2 separate regions of the Sus scrofa genome follow, and region 1 is linked to region 2. A link is a contact called in public Hi-C data. All regions are on one chromosome and are shown on one strand. The core of a region is the stretch at or near the end of the contact, and the rest is flanking DNA. Distances in the headings are between cores, read along the strand shown. Region 1 overlaps TNIP1 (TNFAIP3 interacting protein 1). Region 2 holds the start of GM2A (ganglioside GM2 activator).

Region 1 (7,308 bases), core at 1,155-3,654, 200 kb before region 2:
ACAGTGTTGTCTGTGCAATTTTCTAGAAAAAAAGAGCCAGATTCACACGGGGGTCTTCTATGATGCACAGAAAAGGATAGGCCACTGAGTCCTTACAGACCCTTTCAAGCTCTTCGTCTCTGAGCCCAGAGGGGAGAAGACCCTCAAAGAAACACACACAGCAGAAGGCAGGACGTGTTCCTCCACAGAAAAACAAAGTGCTGTGAGGTTAAAAGACCACTCCGGCCAAAAAGAAACCAAGGAAGGCTTCAAGGTGGAGGCACTGCTTCCATACCTACTATGGAACAATCCAGGGTCTTTATCGCAAAAAGCCCCAGCTGGAATGGCCCTCATAGAGCACTGAGTCCTAGTCCCTCTATACAACCGGAAATGCGTGTCCAAAGACGGGAGGTGACTTACCCAAGGCCACCCAGTGAGCTGGGGCTAGACTAGAGCTCAGGTGTCCTAATTCTGCTGCTCTCTGTCTCCTTGCAGGCCGAAGGAAGGGTTTAAAATGGAAGAGGGGGAGTTCCATCGTGGCACAATGGTTAACGAATCTGACTAGGAACCATGAGGTTGCGGGTTCGATCCCTGGCCTTGCTCAGTGGGTTAAGGATCTGGCATTGCCATGAGCTGTGGTGTAGGTCGCAGACATGGCTCAGATCCCGCATGGCTGTGGCTGTGGTGTAGGCTGGTGGCTACAGCTCCAATTAGACCCCTAGCCTGGGAACCTCCATATGCCGCAGGTGTGGCCTTAGAAAAGGCAAAAAGACCAAAAAAAAAAAAAAAGACGAAAAAAATGGAAGCGAGTGCACTGTGCAGAAGAAAGACCAGGACACCCACACTAAACTGTCTATTTCTATGTGTACATATGTGATCAGAGACCTGGAAAGACACACCAAAATGCCCGGCTACCGCTGGGGAGGACTTGGAATTGGGGGAGGGGGTGGTGAATGGAGATGGCCCAGGGAAGCTCTCACCTCATCTGTATCACGGGAACACTTTACACCTATGGGTTCAAATCATGGGCATCAGGAGGTGGGTCACAGGGGTTTGTTTTCATCCCAGCTCTGGGTAACTTGTAGTCAGTGTTCTACAGACTAGCTGGTGAGCTGCTTTCAGCCAGAGATGGCCAAGGGCAACCTTGGTCAGGCCTTGTGGCAAGAGCGGCAGACGCCCAGTGAAGAGGCTCCCGGGCCAGCACGGCCTCTATCGCCACATGTCCTTATGCACAGGGCCACGCTCTGTCTGGAGCCACCTACCTTTCCCCCAGCTGCGGGGGAAGGGTGTCAGATCCCAGGAGCTTATCTCACCCAGCCATGTGAGCCAGGATCGAGCCAAGAGTCCCTGTGACTGTGCCCTCATGAGGAAACACAGGCGTGTCCCCCTAACACACACCCCCAAGGGATGGGCGATCACCGAGGCAGGCCAACCACTCGGATGAGGCCCCGGGGTGTGACATGCTGCTGGAAGGGAACTCTGAAATGCAACCCCGTGCTGGAAATGGCCATTTCTAAGTTAAGCAAAGGAAGCCTGTGCCCAGTTCTCATGAAGGGGAAGAGCGGGACATAAAAAAACATCTCCAGAGAGCCTGGAGGTCAACTAGCCCTTCCACTTTAATCTGCTCCGGGATCCCGAACGGCCTTGCCTGGTGTCAGTCCCACCCAAGACAGACCGATGCTACTTCTTCAGGGGACCTTTCCCGGCTCCCCCTAGAATGGATCTGGTCGCTCTTTACGCCGTCTCCCTCATCCCTGTAACCTCTCCTGTGTCATTTAACACGCTTCTATTCATCCGCTTCTGTAATCACATATCCCGCCTCTCTTCCCCCAAGGGCAGGACTGACCATTCGCCACTGAGTCTGTGTGCCCGGCACAGTGCCCGGAGCACCATCTATTGGACGGCGACCAGACGGAGGACTAAAAGGAAGCTCTAAGGCTGGAGTCCCTCCCGTGCAAACAGCCACCACCACTCCAAACATTCGGCAGCACCCCCCACTTCGTCATAAAGCAGGCCTGCTAGATCTCGTTTTCATTCTGTGCTTCCCTGGGATGTCAGATTTTACTCAAACAAAAAACTCTTCTGTAGGAAAATAAGAAGAAATGAAAAGCCAATCCAATCGCCTCAACCTTCAGAGCGAAAACTGAGCCACAGGGAACAAAGTGCTTTTGCCTCTGGCCACAGAGCCCTCAAGCCCGAGAGCCAGAACCGGGACCCCAGGCCTGGACTCCGGTCCCTGCGTGTTTACTCCACTGAGCTCCCCGCTGATGGGGAGGAGAGAACCCGCAGAGCCGAACCTGCAGGACCGGGAGTCATACTTGCCTCCTCCATTTCGATCTTGGACTTGGCCAGGAGGAGTTTGCGGTCAAAGTCACGCTGCTTCTGCTCCCGCTCAGCCTCCAGGTCAGTCACCTGCTTCTGCGCATCTGCCAGCTTCTGGCGCAGCTCAGTGATCTGGGTGGAGAGGCAGAGAAGGGGAGCAGGTGAGGGCCCCAGGGGTGAACGTTCCAGGTTCAAGGCTGCTGCTGCGAGGGAGGAGGCACGCAGGGTGCTGGGAATGCCCCAAGGGCCCAGGCGAGAAGGCAGGGTCCAGCTTTGAGTTCCCATCACCCTCTCGCTACCTTCTGCTCGTACTGCTGCTTCATGGACCGGAAGTGCTGGTCCCATTGCTTGTTCACTTCCAGCAGCTGCAGGAGAGAGAACGGGGTTAGCAGGAGACAACAGAGAAGGACCAGCAAGAGCCAATTCCACCAACATCAGCTTTCCAGGTGTGCACAGCATGTGTGCACGGCAGCTACACGCACTGCCTGGTTCCTGCACTTCTCAAAAACATTCTTCAGGAGTTCCCTGGTGGTCTAGCGGTTAGGACTCAGCTTTCAACATTGCAGCTTGGGTTCGATCCCTGGCCTGGGAACTGGGATCCCACATTAGGCTGCTGCATGTTGCAGCCAAAACACACACACACACACACACACACACACACACACACACACCCCACTCCTCAAAGTAAGTCACCTTTATCAACTGCCACATTTTACCAACGCCAGGGAGGTGAGACTAATACCAAGATATCAAAACAGGGTATAATTTTGGTGTCGAATTATGGAACACACATCCATGTAGAGGGCAATTTGGGACCATGTATTAAAACTTCAAGTTCTCGGAGTTCCCGTCGTGGCTCAGTGGAAACAAATCTGACTAGTATCCATAAGGATGCGGTTCGATCCCTGGCCTCGCTCAGTGGGTTAAGGATCGGGCATTGCTGTGAGCTGTGGTGTAGGTCGCAGATGCAGCTTGGATCTGGCATTGCTATGGCTGTGGTGTAGGCCAGCAGCTACAATTCCGATTTGTAGCTGCTAGCCTGGGAACCTCCATATGCCTCCAAAAAAGAAAAAAAGACAAAAACAAAACAAAAAACCTTCATGTTCTCATTCTCTTTAACTAAATAATTCCACTCCGAAAAAAATGTTCCCGAAAGAAGCACATGCCCAAGCGCCTAAAAAATGTGTGTATCGCTGACCATCCCAACAATGTTTATACCGAAAATAATCCAGAGGCCAACCAGAATATCAGAAGTAGGTTAAGAAAATTATACAATAAACAGAAAACGGAGCCCCGTGCAGCTACTTAATAAGCAGGGGTTTGAACTTCCCAGCGTGGTTCAGTGGAAACGGATCAGACTAGTATCCATGCAGGTGCCTTTTCTGGCCCTCCTCAGTGGGTTAAGGATCCGGTGCTGCCGTGAGCTGTGGTGTAGGTCAAAGATGCGGCTTCGATCTGGCATTGCTCTGGCTGTGATGTAGGCGGGTGGCTACAGCTCCGATCAGAACCCTAGCCTGGGAACCTCCATGTGCTGCGGTGTGCCCCCCCCAAAAAAAATATCAGGGGTTTGATACATTGCCTCGTTCTAAGATGACAGTAATGATTTGACAGATCTTGATGTAACAATTCTTCCACGAAGAAAACAATCCAACATCATTAAATAAATAAATTGGGAGAGGGTAATCCAATTTCAAAAACATTAATATATGATAAAAAGTACTCAGAATTAAAGGAATGTAGAGTATGTCTTATATATAAATAAATACCCACAAGGATACAGTTAATTTTAAGGAAAGAAAGAAGAAAGCAATCTGCAATGCAGTATGTATGGTGTGTTTTTACAAACTTTGTATATGAGAAAGTACACAGACAAAACTGAAGAGTTTGCAATGAACTGTTGTCACCTCTGGTCATCTCTAGGAGGTGAGATTCTTTGTCTTTTTATAATGAACATGGTATTACTTTTATAATCAGAAAAAAATAACTTACAGCAATACAAAAAGAAAACTAAAATCACACGAACAAAAAAATCAATACAGCCTGACTTTCAAATGTGCTGGAGGAGCAGGAAGGGCAGGAAGGCCCAGGACTCGGACAAGGACCTGAGCTGCGTGGAGAGGAGGGGCTCAATTTGAACAGAGAGGGGTGGACTCCCGCTGCTGGCCCAAACATACTGGGGATCGGGGACAGAGGACGAACAGGGAAGAGCCCAGCTTCTGGGGACTCTCAGCTGATCAGAAGCAGTGCTCCAAGCAGGCACGGGCTCACTCCTTCTGTGAGTCCCTCCCTGAACCAGCTACGCAGTGCCAGATGAACCCCAGATGCCCCGCTCCTGAGGCTGAAACTTGCCTCTTTGGACAACCTCTTTCTACCATCAGGAACCTTCCTAAACGTTCTTCCCCTCCCCTAACCCCCAATTTGAGGCCAGGCCCCAATGCCACCTCTTCAGAATGACTCTTGCAGGCAGGGGGACTGATCAGGAGATGGAGCCCAGGCCAAGGCTGTATGTCTCACCCATGGGCAGATGGTTCAGCGGTCACCATGGCAACTCATCACGGAGATCTGGGACCAGCTAGACGCGGGGGCTGGGAAGGGCCTTTGTCCTGCTGGTGCTAGGAGGGAGGCAGGGTCTCCCCGACTACCACCACCCTCTCTGGTACCTACCTCCGTGCGCTGCTGCTCCAGCATCCTCACTTTCTTCTCAGCTGCTCCCAAGGCCCCCACCTCTGGGATTTTACCTTCTGACATGCCAGCCTGAGAAGAAGACAGAGGGGCCTTCAGCAAAGCCTCCAATAACAACTCTCTCACCACGCGGTGCTCCTCTAAGGCTGCTCACCCCTGAGACCCAGGCTTCCATCCCCTGCCTCTCCACCCTTCCACCCACCAGGACACGGCTCCTCGGCCCGGCCATGACTGAGCCCCTTCAGGAAGTCCACGGAGATCACTATTCCCCTCGCTCACCCTCGGTGGCTCCTAGGCCCTTCGGTCCCTCTTCCCCTCCCCTCCCCACAGCCACTTCTTTCCTTGCTCTGGCTGCATCTCTAAGGTGCTGCCGGCTGCCCTCCCCTCCCCCACCCATTTGCCCCAAATCTTCTGGCCTGGAAGGCAAAAGTTACACACTTTTTTTTTTTGTCTTTTTAGGGCCACACCTTTGGCATATGGAGGTTCCCAGGCTAGGGGTCTAATCAGAGCTGTTGCTGCCAGCCTACACCAGAGCTACAGCCAACACCAGATCCAAGCTGCATCTGCAGCCTACACTACAGCTCACAGCAACACCAGATCCTTAACCCACTGAGCGAGGCCAGGGATCAAACCCGTAACCTTGTGGTTCATAGTCGGATTCGTTTCCAGTGCGCCATGATGGGAAATCCCCTATTTAAAAAAATTTTTTTTAGAGATAGACAAATAAATAAGGATGTGTGTGCATGTGTGATTAGTACATGTATTTCCTAGCTCTGACCGCTGAGAGGGCCTGAAGCAGTGTCACTCCAGTAACAATGAGCACAGATCTTTGGTTTCTAAGTACCACTCTTCAAGGAAAAGACACAGGGCTCCTTGGAGAAGTGGTTAGTTTCAGGGGTGGGGCAGGAAAACAGAACGTGAATATGGAGCAATTTATGGTGCCAGAAAGTAAAGAAGTGCAGAAGAAGAAGAAGAAGAAAAAGAAGAAGAAAGGCATATCAAATGGGCACAGAAACAACCTGAAAGGGCTTCCGACAACCAAAGTTGAAACGATTTGAACAAGAAAATAAATTGTGACAGTGTTGGATTATAAACCAAAGAATAAAATAAATACCCTTAAAGTCCGTACTGCTAGAAAAGAACAGATGAATCAATAAACAATAGGGTAGAAGGGACAAGAGGAATTCCAATTGGGAAAGAGAGAAGGAGTGAGGGAAATACAAAGTCTCCATTAGAATGTTACAGTGATAATGCCGAAATCCACCAGTGGATACTGAAATTAGTCTAAGGAGAAAGGGGACATCTGCAGTTTCAGAGTTTCCCTCAAAAATAAGTAGTTCTTAATTACAAATGGAAAACCAGTGCCCTCACCGTGGAGAAAGCTGACAGACACGCCCTTCGCCAAACGATCGAGACCGACAGTAAACAGACACACGGACATCATGTACCCTGGACATGATGAAAGATGCCGCTCCTGTGACTTCCTGATCCAAAAATCCACAAAATCGGTCTACTCGTGAGAAAACGTCAGAGAAACCCAAATGGAGGGCCATTCTGCAGGATAACTGGCCAGTATAACTCTAAAGGCTCAAGCTCCTGAAAGACAAAGACCCACCGGAACCGTCACAGCCAGAGGAGACTAGGGCCGGGACGACTCAGTGCAATGTGGGATCCTGGCGCAGAAAAAGGACATGAGGGACAGACTGGTGAACTCTGAACAAAGGCTGCAGTTTAGTTAATAGTATTATGCCAGCGTTCGTTTCCTGGTTTTGATCGGTGACCCACGGTTCCTAAAGACGTTAAGGGGTGGGGGCATGGGCACTCCCTGGACTATTTGGCCACTCTTTTGTAAGTCTAAAGTTACCCCCAAATTAAAAGTTAAAAAAAAAGGTTTTTTTTGTTTGTTTTTTGTTTTCTTTTAAACAGGAAGGGTTGAAGTGACACGGCAGAATGACACTAGCAATCCAGAAAGCGAACACCAGCTCTACTCCAAGGCCTTGCGAGATGCAGGCCAAGACCCACGTCCTCTCTGGGCCTCGGTACAAAATCACACAGGAGAGGCCCCACAGCATTCCTCTTGGAGTCTTTGCCACATTCTCCCTAGTCCTGCCTTCCCATCCCCTCCACCTTCCCCTGGGGCTTGGGGTGGGACTTGAGTGTACAGAGGGTGGGGCTTGAACGCCCCCTACAGGCTAAAGTCTGTAAGTACACCCGGAGAACCGGGGAGCCGAGGGGAGAGGGCCGGGGGAGCCCTCCAGGGAAGATCACCTCCTTCTCTGGAGAAAAGTGAGAGATGCGTCTGCCCCTAGACGCTCACGGCCTCCT
Region 2 (6,534 bases), core at 496-2,995:
CCTAGTCTGGGAACCTCCATATGCGTGAGTGCAGCTCTAAAAAGCAAAGAACATTTTTATTTATTTATTTATTTATTTATTTTTGTCTTTTTTTGCCATTTCTTGGGCTGCTCCCGCGGCATATGGAGGTTCCCAGGCTAGGAGTCGAATCGGAGCTGTAGCCACCGGCCTACGCCAGAGCCACAGCAATGCAGGATCCGAGCCGCGTCTGCAACCTACACCACAGGTCACTGCAACACCGGAGCGTTAACCCACTGAGCAAGGGCAGGGACCAAACCTGCAACCTCATGGTTCCTAGTGGGATTCGTTAACCACTGCGCCACGACGGGAACTCCAGAACATTTTTTTTTTTAATTAAAAAAAAAAAAAAAATAAAAGGCGCACAGGTGGATAAGTTGGGGTGGATGGGCCTTAGCAGGAAATGAAACCCCAAGATGGCCTGACCTAAATTTTCAAGAGAAACTAGAACTCTGAGGGGGGGGAGGGTTAATGTAAAATCTCTCTCTCTTACACGCACACACACACACACACACACACACACACACACACGCGCGCGCGCGCGCGCATACACACACACACCCCATCATGAAAGCTAAACAAAATATCTACAGGAGGTGAGATGGCCTCTGGTCCAGCTAGACAGATATTGTAACAAAGGATATGGAAAAATACCATGGAAGCAAAAAGGAGCAACAGACTCTATCTGGGAGGAAAGGGAAGGGCAGGCTTCCCCAGGGAGGTGACATTTAACCTGGGCTCTGTAAGTTAAGCAAGGATTCTTCTTGTCAAGAAAGTGAGGAACAGCTCCGATTCAACCCCTAGCTGGGAACTCCCATATGCCACGGGAGCAGCCCAAGAAAATGGCAAAAAGACAAAAAGACAAAAAAAAAAAAAAAAAAAAAGAAAGTGGGGAGGTGTAACGCTGTGAGGCGATGGGTGTGTTAACTAACCTTACTGTGGTGATAGTTTTTGCAATATATACATATATAAAATTAAAATTAATCAAAGAAAGTGGGGGAGAACATTCCTGCCCAGTGCCGTGTGGGCTTTCAGGGGCGCTCTGCCACTCTGGGAGGCTGGAGTGCTGGGTGAGCTTAGGGACTGCACACAGAGAGCCTTGGCAGCCTGGCCGAGATGTTCTTATTTTATCCTGGGGACAATGGGGGCATCACCCTCAGATTGCTTTATTTGCGGTCCCTCTGGGGCGCGGGTGAGGTCCGACAGAAAGCTCTATTCCGGAGCCATTGAACAGGAGGGAACCGGTCCAAAAGCACTTGGAAGAAGAGCTGCAGCCCCAAGTCAGGCTCAGGCCCTGCCCCAACTGCGCTCCCGGCCTCCACCCTGAGATAATATGGTAACCAGGCGGGCACTGCAGGCGAGTGTGGGTGCCCCCGGGTAGGCGGTGGGCAGAGAGCGGTTTCCTCTCCTCTCCGCCTGGGAGGTGGCTGCTAGCAGCCGGCAGTGTTGTGGTTACCAGGGCCTGGGGTTACAACACATGTTTGTTTTTTAAAAAAGTTGCAATACCTTTTAAATCAGGGTCTGGACAGGATCCAAGGACAGTAGCAAGGACCAGCCCCCATGGCGCTTCTTAAAGAAGCAGCTGCAGAACCTGGATCTCTGGGAGGGCCCGAGTTCAGGCAGGGCTTAGAGGCTGGCCACGTCTGGAGGGAGATCAAATCTCCAGGGCGCCCCATCCCCCCTCCTCCTTCTTCAGGGCACTTTGGCATAGGGAGCGCTTGAAGATAATCAGTGTTTGGAGCTTTCTTGGAAAACCAGAAGCAGTGCGTAGAGGAGCCCAAGAACACGGGGTCCGGCTCATGGGGAGGAAAGACTTTCCACCCGGTCCAAGATTTAGCAGTCTGGCTTGGCAGGGAGTGAGGTCCCCACTGCAGAAGGTATGCAAGTAGAAGCTAAAATTGGTAGGGCAATGCTGGAGAATGCAGGCAAGGGCCTGCTGGGGTAGGGGTCCTGAGGGAATGGATGCTATTGATATATATTTTTTTAATATATAATGATTTTTTTTTAATTGTGAGTGGAAGGGACCTTTGTTGTGGTCTCTTTGCAGAGAAAGAAGTTCTTTCTCAAAGCGATCAAGATCAGGATTGGAGTTCCCGTGGTGGCACAGCGGAAATGATCCAACTAGTAGCCATGAGGGTGTGGGTTCGCTCCCTGGCCTTGATCAGTGAGTCAGGAATCTGGTATAGCTGTGAGCTGTGGTGTAGTTTGCAGACACGGTTTGGATCCTGCCTTGCTGTGGCTGGCAGCTGTAGCTCCCATTCGACCCCTTGCCTGGCAACTTGCGTATGCTGCAGGTGCAGCCCTAAGAAGCAAAAAAAAAAAAAAGAAGAAAGAAAAAGATTGGGATTCTAGAGACTTTCATTTTGGTACTTGTTGGTGGGAACGTAAATGGTACAGTTGCTATGGAAAACAGTAGGAAGGTTTCTCAAAAAATTAAAAAATACGTTAATGTGATGCAGCAGTCTCATTTCTGGGTATATATCCAAAAGAATCGAAATCAAGGTCATGAAGAGATATCTGTACTCCCACCTTCAATGCAACATTATTAACATAGCCAAGGAGTTCCCACTGTGGCTCAGCAGTAACGAGCCCAGCTAGCATCCATGAGGATGTGGGTTCGGTCCCTGGCCTCGCTCAGTGGGTTAAGGATCTGGCATTGTCGTGAGCTGTGGTGTAGGTTGTAGATGTGGCTCAGATACTGTGTGCTGTGGTGTAGGCTGGCAGCTGCAGTTCTGATTCAGACCCCGTCCTGGGAATCTCCATATGCCACATGTGTGGCTCTAAAAAGAAAAAAAGAAAAAAACAAAAAACAATAGCCATGCTATGGAAACAACCCGAGTGTCCGCTGATAGATACATGGATAAAGAAAATGTGGTGTATGCATGTAATCAAATTGTATTTAGCCTTTTAAAAAAGGAAATTCTGCCACTTGTGACAATGGCTGAACGTGGAAGACATTACGCTAAGTGAAATAAACTAGTCACGGGACATGTACAGCATGATTCCGCTTTTTGAGGGTTTCAACTAGCCTGTCTCATAGAAGCAGAGTATAGAATGGTGGCGCTGGAGATGTTTAGTACATCAGTGTCGCAGTCAGCAGTTTGAAAGCACTGGGCGGAGAGGGTGGATCTTTGCTAAGCGGTTTTACCCCCAAAACAAAGCAAAAACAAAAACCAAAACCAAAAGGGCACAAGGAATCTTTCAGAGGTGATGGCCGTGTCTGTTACCTTGGCCAAGGTGATGGTTTCAGAGGTGCACGCATATGTCCCAACTCATCCAATCACATATGTTTATGTACAGTTTTTTTTTTTGTCTTTTTTTTTTTTTTTGTCTTTTGTCTTTTTGTTGTTGTTGCTATTTCTTGGGCCGCTCCTGCGGCATATGGAGGTTCCCAGGCTAGGGGTTGAATCGGAGCTATAGCCACCGGCCTACACCAGAGCCACAGCAACGCTGGATCCGAGCCGCGTCTGCAACCTACACCACAGCTCACGGCAACACCGGATCATTAACCCACTGAGCAAGGGCAGGGACCGAACCCGCAACCTCATGGTTCCTAGTCGGATTCGTGAACCACTGCGCCACGACGGGAACTCCCTATGTACAGTTTTTTGTATTTCAATTACACGTCAAGAAAGTTGCCTTGGAAACAAGAGAGACTCTCATTCGGATCCTTGGCTTACTACTGATTTGTATTTTGACTCTGGGATAATTTACATGCATTCACTTCTCGGGCCTCATCCCCACCCGACACTTTCCCCAGTGCCTGGCACTGTGTAAGCGCTAGCAAAGATTTGGGGAGCAAATGAATGAATGAATGAATGAGCTGGATTGGATGCAAAGCTGGAGTGGGATCAGCAGGCTTCAGAGGCTACCTGAACTGCCTGAAGTTACATACACAATTGCGCATGTTCGAGCAATTCCGTTTTTTTTTTTTTTTTTTTCTGGGTAGAGGGCCTATGGCTTTAATTACCGTTGCTCTCATTTAATGAGGATTTGCTATGATATGCTAAGGTCTGTACATACTTTATCACATTTAATCTTCAGGAGCCAGGCAGAAGATTGGAGGGATTACTCTTTCCACTGTACTAAAGTGGAAACGCTTTGGGGGAGTATAAGGACTTGCTTAGGGTCATATGCTCGCTCGAGTGGAACCCAGGTCCATCGGCCTCCACATCTAAGCTCTAAATCACCGTGGTAATTCACTACAGCTTTCCAAAGGGGACTGTGGCCCCTGAAGAAGAGCAAACATTCTAGGACTCTGGACTTCTATTTCTCTGCGGGATCGTGGGGAATGGGGAGCGAGGGGGGTGGAGGTGGAGGAGGCAGCAAGCCAGCCTGAACAGGGCAGCGCCCACGCCAGCAAGGGCTGCTATTTACAGCGGCCCCAGAGCCCCCAGAAAGCAGGATAAGGGGGCGGGCGGGATAGAGCAGTGTAAGAGGAGCCCCGGAGGGGGAGAGGGCTATCTCCTCCCCCGCCCCTGCTGCCTCCAGCTCACCCTGTCGCCTGATGTCTAAATAAGGCTTAGAGGCACATTCTAGGCAGCTAAAAATAAACTCCGGCTCCCCCCCTCCCCCGCCCTTGGGCTCTGGCGACCTCCCCAGCCCCGTCAGGGCTCCCCCTGGGCAGGACCTGCCCTCGGAACACACCCTCACTGGAGCTATAGTCTCTTCTCGCTAAGACCCCAGGGTTCTGGTAGGAAAATTTCCCACGGCCAGAAGACCTGGACAAGATGTCAGGATTCCCCTGGTCCTACTCTTGGCTCTGCCCTAGGAAACCTGGGCAAGTCCGTCTTTTCTCTGAACCTCATGCAAAATGCGGGCGTTCGACGAATGATGTAAAGCGTTGGCATTTCTGAATGAAATCAGGATCCCACAGTCTGCGGTCAAACTTCTGAGTGTGCCCACTGGAGTTCTTCAGGGTACATCTGTCCTGCACACTCATCTTTAGCTCACCCAGTCTTTTATTATGATCTGAACTAGCTACCCATCCTTAGCGATGTGAAACATTCACATAAAAGCCTGGATTTCCAGCTTCTCTTGAAAAATCAGTCTGTTTACACCGGGCCAGGTGGCTGGCAACAAGGAGCACGAATTGGGTAGTGGTTGCCCCCTGCCGGCCGTTTGCGGTACTACAGGTAGCGACCGTCACCCTCACTCAGGCTCCCGCCCAGCCGGGCAGCGATCTTGTGCGAGGCACCTGGAGTGAGCACTTTGCGTGCCAGCGGATTCGGTTTTGCAGGCCAGCGCTGGACATTGGCACTGCTCTGCTCAGCAAATGCTTGTTGAATGAATGAATGACATAGCTAATAGAATGCTTTGGAAACCGTATTACCAAGCTGCTCTCAGCTCTGGTCCCCTGTGCGCAGCAAAGCCAGTGTACTGATACTGTGTGGAGGTGAAGCAAGGACCAGCATTTATTGCAGGGGGCCAGGGAGGGAGTGGAGATAAGCCTCAGATCTGCTCCAACTTAGTCTTTTGAGTTAGGATTTTTTTGTAAGGGGAGGAACAAAGAGGATGGGCTTAGTCATCCTTCTGTGACATGTCTTAATTGTCGTTTCGGGAGGTTAGGTTATCTCTGGTTTATAGTTCTCTGGCCAGATGGTTCATGGCTCAGGGGTCTATTAGCTCCACTTGCCCTGGAGAAACCACCTGCGTTTACCATTCAAGATGATACCTATAACAACTATTTCAGTACGTTAGCAACTTATCAACAATGACAGTTTTAGTTATCAGACTCTGGTTGGTTATCGTTCAGTTAGCACGGGATTGACCTCAGAAGGGACAAGAAAGGGAACAAAGTTTGGGTAGAGAAGGCACTCAGTTTTAGCGAGACTTGGTTTCAGCTGTCAAGAGCCTCATGAAGGAGTTTTAACAACGGTGCTGACCAGCTGAAATCTGTTGCCAGTGCATTGCAAGCCACTGTCCCAGAGTCCAGGTCCTAAGCCCTCAGAAGGGGCAAGATCCTCATTCTCTGCCCCCACCCAGCTTACTGGGAGTCACCAGACAGTTAAGGACTCGTTGCCCTAGCCTCCTTCCTGATAAGTCTGTGGGATTGTTCTTGGTTGGAAAATTACTGGCAGGAAGAACCAGGGTGTGTTCAGCTCCAATTATCCTTGGGAGCCATTTTTGGAGAGCAGCAAAGGGGCAGGGAAGGAAGCAGGAGGGAGGAAGGTGGAGCAGAGCTGGTCAAAGAGCAGACCTCAGGACAGCCTGCTTGGATGCCCCCAGCTCCCCTCGGGCAGCTCACGAGCTAGACACTGCGTAGAACCCAAGAAAGCTGCATCTGGACTGACCTTCAGACATCATGGACTCCATCCTGCCTCAACATGCAATGGGGAGATGAGCTACAGAGGGAGAACCTGGAAACAACAGAGGCTTTGTCCTTCCTGCTCTGTTTCAGTAAACAGAGGCAGCAGGGAAAGTTCACTGGCAGCCATCCTCAGAAGCAAACAGCAACTCCATCTGTGTCCCACCCCTGCCTCTCAGAGGTGAAGAGTGTCTGGTCCTGACCGTGCT

What was found. A called contact is a pair of places that touch in the nucleus more often than the background predicts.
Region 1: a Hi-C map of liver shows a contact between it and region 2, with 4 times the contacts expected there. The contact joins the enhancer-like site here to the promoter of GM2A in region 2. A contact is called at or near these places in 1 of 5 promoter capture datasets (fetal skeletal muscle), 2 of 47 Hi-C or Micro-C datasets (embryonic fibroblasts and liver) and 1 of 2 datasets of contacts at active chromatin or transcription factors (alveolar macrophages).

What each region holds. Positions count from the first base shown.
Region 1 is chr16:71,963,322-71,970,629 of Sscrofa11.1, reverse strand. TNIP1 (TNFAIP3 interacting protein 1) reads right to left here. Exons shown (of 17, transcript NM_001145987.1): 8 at 4,966-5,055; 9 at 2,601-2,666; 10 at 2,302-2,433. Among named protein-coding and RNA genes, the nearest start is that of TNIP1, 19 kb to the right of the region's middle. Within about 2 kb of position 2,404, at least 6 of the 83 cell types and tissues checked have an H3K27ac peak or open chromatin away from gene starts, as enhancers often do. A contact at or near this core is called in liver, where this site is marked.
Region 2 is chr16:71,763,083-71,769,616 of Sscrofa11.1, reverse strand. GM2A (ganglioside GM2 activator) reads left to right here and starts at 1,745. Exons shown (of 4, transcript XM_013984919.2): 1 at 1,745-1,895. The coding sequence starts at 1,818.